2 separate regions of the Pan troglodytes genome follow, and region 2 is linked to region 1. The links are chromatin contacts, called in public HiChIP or PLAC-seq maps. All regions are on one chromosome and are shown on one strand. The core of a region is the stretch at or near the end of the contact, and the rest is flanking DNA. Distances in the headings are between cores, read along the strand shown. Region 1 holds the start of BTF3 (basic transcription factor 3). Region 2 holds the start of FOXD1 (forkhead box D1).

Region 1 (4,198 bases), core at 884-3,383:
GCTCCCACATTAGCACAAGTTACTCTTTTGGCATCCTTGAGCTAAGACTGCAATGTAATAACCTTTTCTGAAACAAAAAAATCCCATATTTTTGAAAAGTCTAGTATATAATTATTTTATTAGAAGAATCAGAATTTCCTGACTACTCATAAAACCAGCAGAAGCAGCTGGAGTCAAAAATCAAAATTTTGGCCAGGTATCGTGGCTCATGCCTGTACTACCAGCACTTTGGGAGGCCCAGATGGGAGGATGGCTTGATCCCAGGAGTTTGAGACCAGCCTGGGCAACACAGCAAGACCTCCATCTCTAAATAGAAAAGCACAAAAACCAAACCAAAACAGAACGTAAAAAGAAAATCAAAATTTTCTTTTTTACTATTAAGTAATCTTTTATATTTTCAACACGCGGCAAACTTTTAAATTCATGAAAGAACAGGAGAAAAAAGTAGGAACGAGGGGAAAATTAAAAAGTCATAAGCCAGGGAAAGTGGTGCACACCTGTAGTTTCAGCTTCTCAAGTGGCTGAGACTGAAGGATCCTTTGAGCGCAGGAGTTTGAGCCCAGCCTAAGCAACAAAGTGAGACCCCATCTCTTTTAATTTTTTAAAAGTTTTATATTTTTTAAAAAAATTATAAAAATAAAATTAGCAGCATCCCTGGTTTCAAAAAGTAGAAATAAATAAATAAAAGTAGCTCACAATATTTCCTGAAAACAGGTGTATTAAAAGGGCAGAGGAGAGGGAAGGCAAAGAAAAAGAAAAAAAAGTCAGGTGGCAGGTTACATACATATAATCTTGTCCCTATAAAAGCTCAGAAAACATCGCGTGACTAGGAAGTTTCAAATGCCTCCAATATAACATGGAGGAGAGGAAAAAAACTGTTCCTGGACAAAGATACACATTTCTTCCAAAAGGGGGAGTCTTTCTATATATTTTGTTAATATCTCCAGAGCACAGCATAATGTTGGTAGTGCCATTTTGGCCTTTGTCATTAGTAAGGTAACCCACATAAGCCTAACTACAAACACCCTTTCCTGTACTAAAACTTCACTCATATTTAACTGAAGCAACATTGTTTTTTGTAAATATAACTGTAACAATTATTCTAAAAGGCAATACAGCTGTCCTCACCAGTTACGTTGAGACATCAGTTTCAACAAACTTCTATGTAAAAAGTATTCAAAAAGTTTAAACATTGATCATAACTGGAGAGGAGTCTGCATTTACACAAGTTTTCTTGCTATATACCTTGCATTCTAAGATTTCGGACTCACTTTTGAATATGCAAAGACATTTCATGGTTAAGACCACAAAAAGCCTGATCAGAGAACATTTTTATTTAAATTGCCATTTTAAATATCAGTCGTTTTATCTTAAAGCTTGTCCTGGGTTTAACAAAGTTTAACTCACATCCACGCGTTGTCTCTCCAAACACAGCTGGCAGAAATTCTCCTTTGATTGGATTAAGATAGATAAAGTCTGCTTAACCGTGAATCGCTAATTGTCAAATCCATGCCAATTCGGTACCTAGGAGTCAATTTTTTTGCCTGATAAACAAGATAATTGTGTGGACCGTTTTAAGGTGGTTAGTCATCTGCTAAATTGGCTGAAATGCGGATTACCCAGTTCCTTCGTCGTACAGAGTTGCATTCTGAGGAGTGGGGCTCGGGGATACAGCCCCCAGAAATTCTGAACCTCGGTCCCGCAATCTACCACACCACCTGACCTTGGAAGGCCAAACTAACTTCACTATTTTTGACAAAATGCTTTGGTAATGGCTCATTCGGGCCGAGAGGGAAATTCTACAATTCTCCAACCCACACCTCCAGCAAGGGGAGAGCTGCTTGAGTGGTGAGCACAAGCTGGGCACCTCCGGCGTCTCCAGGAAACGTGAATAGGCCCTTTCTTCGGAGGGTACAGAACTTCAGGATCAGGGCCCAATGGAGACTGAGCGGACTTGACCCTAACTGTGCACAGGACCGCGCTCTCCGACCCCTTTGTGGCCTCTCCCAGAGGTACGGGCTGCGCCCCAAGCCGGTAGTCTCTCGTAGGGCCTACAGACGGCAGCCGCTGGAGCAGGAGGAGGAGAATAGGGACTCGCTGGACCATCACAAACACTGTCGCGCGTGCGCAGGGAGGAACCGAGTTCGCGGCGAAGTCAGTTTCCTGACTCTTGGAGGAAGTGGCCTTGTGTCACTTCCGGCCTCCCTTTAGCTGCCATCTTGCGTCCCCGCGTGTGTGCGCCTAATCTCAGGTGGTCCACCCGAGACCCCTTGAGCACCAACCCTAGTCCCCCGCGCGGCCCCTTATTCGCTCCGACAAGGTACAAAAAGGCTCTGGACGGCGGCGTGGTAGGAGGACGGGAGCGGGGGCGGGAAGTTCCCTGAAGGAGCGAGACAGGGAGGGACAGGGCAGAGGAGGAGAGGAAGGCGATGCGACGGACAGGCGCACCCGCTCAGGCTGACTCTCGGGGGCGAGGTCGAGCCAGGGGCGGCTGCCCTGGGGGCGAGGCGACGCTGTCTCAACCTCCACCTCGCGGCGGAACCCGAGGACAGGAGCCTCAGGTACCGCGAGGCTTGCGCAGAGTGGCCGGGCCGGGCAGGCCCTGGCTAGGCCGAGGCCAGGCCAGGGCCAGGGGTGGGGGGTGTTGGCCAGGCGTGGGGTAGAGCCCTTCATCCGGGCCTGCCAAGAGCGGGGAGCTGTGGGGGAGTGGTGGGGAGGCGGGTGCTCTTTGGGCTCCCTGGAAACCCAAATTTGGAGCTTTGCGGGGTGGATTTGGGATCCAGGTTTCGGCCTGTGTAGGACGTTTATTTTCCTGCTGGTATCTTGGGAAATAACGAGCATGGAATGCTAGAGTGAGCTAAACCTGTCCTTGCTGAGGATTTCCTCTTTTTCTAGATGAAAGAAACAATCATGAACCAGGAAAAACTCGCCAAACTGCAGGCACAAGTGCGCATTGGTGGGAAAGTAAGTTTTAATAGTTCGGGTTTGTGGGTTTTTTTTTTTTTTTAAGGTTTAGGTATTTTAAAAAACATATTCCTTTTGCGCTTCTTATATTATCGGTGACAAACTTTGCCTATCGAGGGAAATGCACGGAGCTAGCAAATCTCGAGGAGCGGGGGAGACGAGGGTTGGAGACACATCAGTGAGACGAGCTAAAAACATCGCCTTTGTGTAAACATGTTTGTGTTTTCAGTGTTACAGAGTATAAGTAGAACAAAAGTGTTTCCTAATTTAATTAGTAAGGAAAATGTGTCATTTCAGTTAGATCGTTGTGCACATCATACCCTTGACTTGTTTTGGCCTGAGTTGTATAAAGTCAGTGCTTGTTTGTCTCTCTTGTAAATTGAGACCTTTCTGTACCGCTTTCTGAACTAAATATTCTTTAGGGTAGTTGCATATTTCAAGGGTATTTGAAGATACGGGTACATTTTGGAGTTTAAGAGCAGTGACTATTAGATTTGAAAATATAACCCAAGTAGATATCTTTCCTGTTCTGACTTTGTATTACTGTAAAAATGAGGGAATTAAAGTGACTGCTTTTTAAATGATCAGTTTTTGATTAATTGTTTTTTTCCTGGTGGATACTGATTCACATCAAGGGGATTCTTTTTTGAAGCTGATTTTTAGATTGTCCTGTAATTAATAAGAAGTCCACTGTAGACAGAGGTCTACCTAGTTTGTATTGTTAGCACATTCTTAGTATTTAACAAGGTGTGGTAGCTTGTTGAAACAGAGCATGTCTTTACTTGGTAAAACTTGTAAAGCTTCCATGGTACATGTTTATTACCTTTTAGTTTTTCCCAACTTTAAGCGTTTAACTTAGAGTTAGCTGTGAGATAGCCAGAAGTTGCACTTAGACTTAAATAGTAATATACAGCTTTGTTAAATTACTGAACTTTGCCAGCGGTGAATTTATTCTGATTTTTTTTTTACTTTTTATTTTTGTTAACGTTAGCCGTCTTCAGGATCCACACCCACACATTTAACAGCATTGGATGTTTCTTGTCCTCTTTAATCAATTGTTATCAGACTGTGGCCTTCAAGTGCCAGCCAAACTCAAATTTTTTGTGTCTCAGTGTTTGGATGCTCTTATATTGGTGTTTTTAACCACTCTTACTTTCAGTACAGTTTCAGAAGGAGTAATTTGAATAATGTGCTTATGTGCAGTCTTTTTGTTGTTACTCTCATCATTAAGCTT
Region 2 (4,198 bases), core at 910-3,409, 49 kb before region 1:
CCAAACGCCAAGGGAGCCTCTAGTGCCTGGACAGGGCGGACTCCCTTCCCCGGCACCCTCTTCCTCCCTACCCCAGGTCGGGGGTTGGGGGGCTGTAGCATAGGTCGGCTTTGCATAAATAGAGGGACCCGCAGAGCCAAAAAGCGCGCCCGGGCTGTTGACAGTTTTGTCCGAGAATTCGCAGCGGCGAAAATGGGCGCGCGAGGTCGAGAGGGGCCGCGCCTGGAGGAGCGAACAAAACACCGAACCACCAAGACGAGAAAAGGAGCCGGGATTCCTACCTTCTTCCTCGAGCGCGCTAACATAGCGTTATTAACAATTGGAAATCCTAGCAGTGAAGTTCTCGACACTGGACAGGGCAGTCCCTTGGTGCAGAGTCCCCAAGGCGGCGGACGAGGAGACTGAGGAGGCGGCGGCGGCCGCGGCGGCCACGAGGGATCGGGTGAGCGCCGCCGCCGGGCCCACGGCCGCCTGCGCCGCGCAGCCTCCTCCGCTGGATCCGGGAGCTGGCGGCGCCGCCACCGGCGAGGGCGAGGGCGAGGCCTGAGCGGCGGCGGCGGCCTGCGCGGCGGCGGCGGCAGCGGCGGCCGGGCCCAAGCTGCCCCCGATGATGCTCTCGATGGAGAAGGGCGAGCGCGCCAGCGCTGAGGCGCCCGGGCCGCCCGCCTTGGCCGCGGAGGCCGGCAGGGGGCCGGGCAGGGCGGCGCCGAGCGGGTGTGGCCGGTAGCCGAAGGCGGTCCGGGCCAGCTCGGCGGCCGCGCCGTGCGGTGGCGGGGGCGGCGGGGGCGAGTGCGGGTGGAAGGCGGCGGCGGCGGCGGCGGCCGCTGCGGCGGCGAAGAGGGCCGAGGGAGGCGCGTAAGGCGGCAGCTGCAGGCCGTAGCCGCAGCCGTAGGGGCCGTAGCCGTAGGCATGCGGGGGCGGCGGGGGCGCGGGCGGGAAGAGCGCGGCGGCGGCTGCCGGGTCGCCCGCGCCCCCTGCGGCTCCCGCGCCGCGCAGCAGCAGAGACTCGGCGGCCGCGGCGTTGGGTGGGAGCAGCGGCTGCCGCTTGAAGCGCTTCCTCCGGCGCAGGAAGCTGCCGTTGTCGAACATGTCGGCGGACTCCGGGTCCAGCGTCCAGTAGTTGCCCTTGCCCGGGTTGCCGGGCTCGCGGGGGATCTTGACGAAGCAGTCGTTGAGCGAGAGGTTGTGGCGGATGCTGTTCTGCCAGGCGGGGAACTTCTCCCGGTAGTAGGGGAAGCGGCCGCTGATGAACTCACAGATCTCGCTCAGCGTCAGCCGCTTCTTGGGGCTCTGCAGGATGGCCATAGTGATGAGCGCGATATACGAGTAGGGCGGCTTCACCAGCGGGTTCTTGGCGCCGCTACCCGCGCTCCCGCCGCCGCCGCTGCCGCCGCCGCCCGCGCCGCCGCCGCCGCCGCCCCCACCGGCTCCTGCCCCCGCCGCCGGGGCCGGGCCCGGGGGCGCCGGGGAGCCCCCAGCAGGCGGGGCCAGCAGGATGTCATCGTCGTCCTCCTCCTCCTCTAGATCCTCCAGCTCGTCCTCCCCGGCGTACGAGCGCCGCCGCCGCCGCTGCGCGGAGACAGCCAGCCGGGGCCCGCCACCGCCGCCCTCGTCGTCGTCCTCCTCTTCCTCGTCTTCTTCGTCCTCGCCCTCCCCCACCACGTCGATGTCTGTTTCCTCGGCGAGGCCAGAGGCATCGGACATCTCAGTGCTCAGGGTCATAGCTGTGGCGCGGCGGCGGCGGGGCGGCGCATGGGGGCGCCGGGCTTCGGGCTCCCTCTGCGCCCCAGCCCGGGTCCCGGGCGGCAGGCCCGGCCGGGGGGCGCCACGCTGGGGGCGCTGCGACTGCGGCTGCCGGAGCTGCGCCGGGGCTGCCGGGTGGCGGCGGAGTCTCGCGCGCCGACTTTGTAACTCCTGCGCCGCCGCGGTAGCCGCGCGGATGCTGCGCTCCCTGGGCTCCGCTCGCGCCCGGCCCGGGCGGAGGACTTGACCTTCTTCTCTCGGAGCAGCTTTTGCCCCGTCGGTTGAGGAGGGGGTGGCGGGGCCCGGGCGGGCGAATCAGAACGCCAGGCGCCCAGGAACGTGCGGGACGGGTGAGAGTCTAAGAACAGAGCTCGGCGAGGCCAGGGCTGAGTCCAGGAGAGGGCGGACCTTCCTCGGCTTATAGCAGAAGGGGGCCTGTCACATGGTGTGCACGTCAGAGCGCTGCCGAGGGAAGGAAAGCAAGCCTAGGAAATCAGCCCTTCTCGGGAGAGAAAATTCACCCGTAGGAGGGAGGCAGCAGCTGAGAAGAGTGGGGAGGAGAGGGGACCTCACTATTTCTTGCCAAAGAGGCTGATGCCCGAATTACGCGGCTGTCTGCACCGAGGGCCGCTGCACGAGTTAGACTTCCCAGCCTCCTCAATTAGTCCTCCACCCTAACCTCAGAAGCACACCCGCGACACTCTGGTTTGACCCCTCGACAGCCTGTAGGAGCCTTCCAGCCGGGGGATAACCACCCCATCCTCTGAGGTGGCCCCTGGGGGACGCTCTGGGGTCGGTTGGGGGTGTCCAGCCCCTCCAGATCGGGCGAGCGGCCCCCCATTGGATCTGATGCGAAGCCCCCCAATTTAAGCACGGCAATAATTGTTTATTGACCCTTTAACCCATTCTCTTCGGTTTTACTCCAAAGACGTTTGTTTTCCGCCATCTGTTAATAAAAACGCTGTGAGACTGGCGTTTTACTCACTTCTCTGCGATTGAATGCCCTAGAGACTTGACAGTTAAACTAAGCCACTCTAATGAGACGATCTGACAAATGTCATGGGAATAAAGAACGTAATAATTGAATTCGGAGAAGAAATTGAAAATTTTAGTGAAAACCCAAATACACGCACAAAAATTGCACCTAGAAACTACTAGAAAGTTCGACCAGCCTGGCCAACATGGTGAAACCCCGTCACTACTAAAAATAGAAAAAAATTAGTAGGCGGCGCCTGTAATCCCAGCTACTCGGGAGGCCGAGGCAGGAGAATCGCTTGGACCCGGGATGCGGAGGTTGCAGTGAGCCGAGATCGTGCCACTGCACTCCAGCCTGGGCAACAAGAGCGAAACTCCGCCTCAAAAAAAAAAAAAAAACAGAAGTTCGTTCATAATGGGGCTATATAGTTCTCAGTAGGAGGAACATTCTAGTCAGCACTTTTCATAGTAATCTCAAAATACTTACATAACATATACATATTTCTACTGAGGCTTATTAATAGAAACTATAATGATAGATGACTTTAAGATAAACTTTTTAAAAATGTGTTTTTGGAAAATCCTTAAATATTGTTAATCCTTTCTGGTGAGATGAAAATTTTTTTATGAGATTAAAGTTCCGCTCAATTCAGTTTTCTTTTCGGGTGACAAGATAGTGGAAATAATTAAGATATGATGCTTTAAAAAATATACCTATCTTTATCACCAACTCAAACGAGCTATTTTGGCTAGTGGAAAAATCCTAATAGTTTGTTGAATTCACATTCACTTATTTGTGCATTTCCTAAAATGCTTCTATTTCAAAGAGGGGAGCTTGTCCCAAAAGTTTAACTTTCTGATTAAAATGACCCCTTGACAAGAACTAAGAATCAAAATTCAATGGCGTTCTGTAGGAACAGCCATCAGCTGCCCTTGTGTATATCATTTTATCGACCAAGTACTTTTCACATTCTGAAACGTGTCATTACTACCGCTGTCAATCACAGAGCCTCAAAAATAAACTGTTTCCCCATCTAAAGACCTCTATTAAAATCGAGTTTTTGTTGCTGAGGACTGCTACCACCAGTTACTCTTACAAGTGACCCATAAAGGTTATCATAGGTCTTTGAACAATCTATGAGAAAGCCTCGATGTTCTAAATAAATTATTTTTCATTAACTCTTGTTTGATATATGGGTGAACAATTTAATTACTGTAATAGGCTGAGCATTAACCTGAGCCAACATTAATCAGCACTATTAATCAGGCATCACATTGCTTTGTTGATGCAGCCAGGAGTCCTTACCAAGGAGTTCACTTTTACATTGGAAAGTTTAAGTTTTATAAGTACTCAGTCGATATCTAAATAAACACCATGACTTTCGCAGCACTGAGGGTTGGTGTGTGGCGAAGTTATTCAAAGATGAAACAGAGAGGAAGAATTTGTTCGCAGACCATTAATTACTTTAGATGACCGGTT

The links. HiChIP or PLAC-seq counts read pairs in DNA pulled down with a chosen protein or histone mark.
Region 2: a contact with region 1 is called in an H3K4me3 HiChIP or PLAC-seq map of stem cell-derived excitatory neurons, with 3 times the contacts expected there. The contact joins the promoter of FOXD1 here to the promoter of BTF3 in region 1. A contact is called at or near these places in 1 of 7 Hi-C or Micro-C datasets (induced pluripotent stem cells) and 1 of 1 datasets of contacts at active chromatin or transcription factors (stem cell-derived excitatory neurons).

The regions. Positions count from the first base shown.
Region 1 is chr4:42,554,797-42,558,994 of NHGRI_mPanTro3-v2.0_pri, reverse strand. BTF3 (basic transcription factor 3) reads left to right here and starts at 2,133. Exons shown (of 6, transcript XM_001152428.8): 1 at 2,133-2,320; 2 at 2,896-2,964. The coding sequence starts at 2,896.
Region 2 is chr4:42,604,194-42,608,391 of NHGRI_mPanTro3-v2.0_pri, reverse strand. It overlaps FOXD1 (forkhead box D1), which reads right to left and starts at 2,159. Exons shown (of 2, transcript XM_016953158.4): 1 at 282-2,159. The coding sequence starts at 1,722. The coding sequence ends at 313.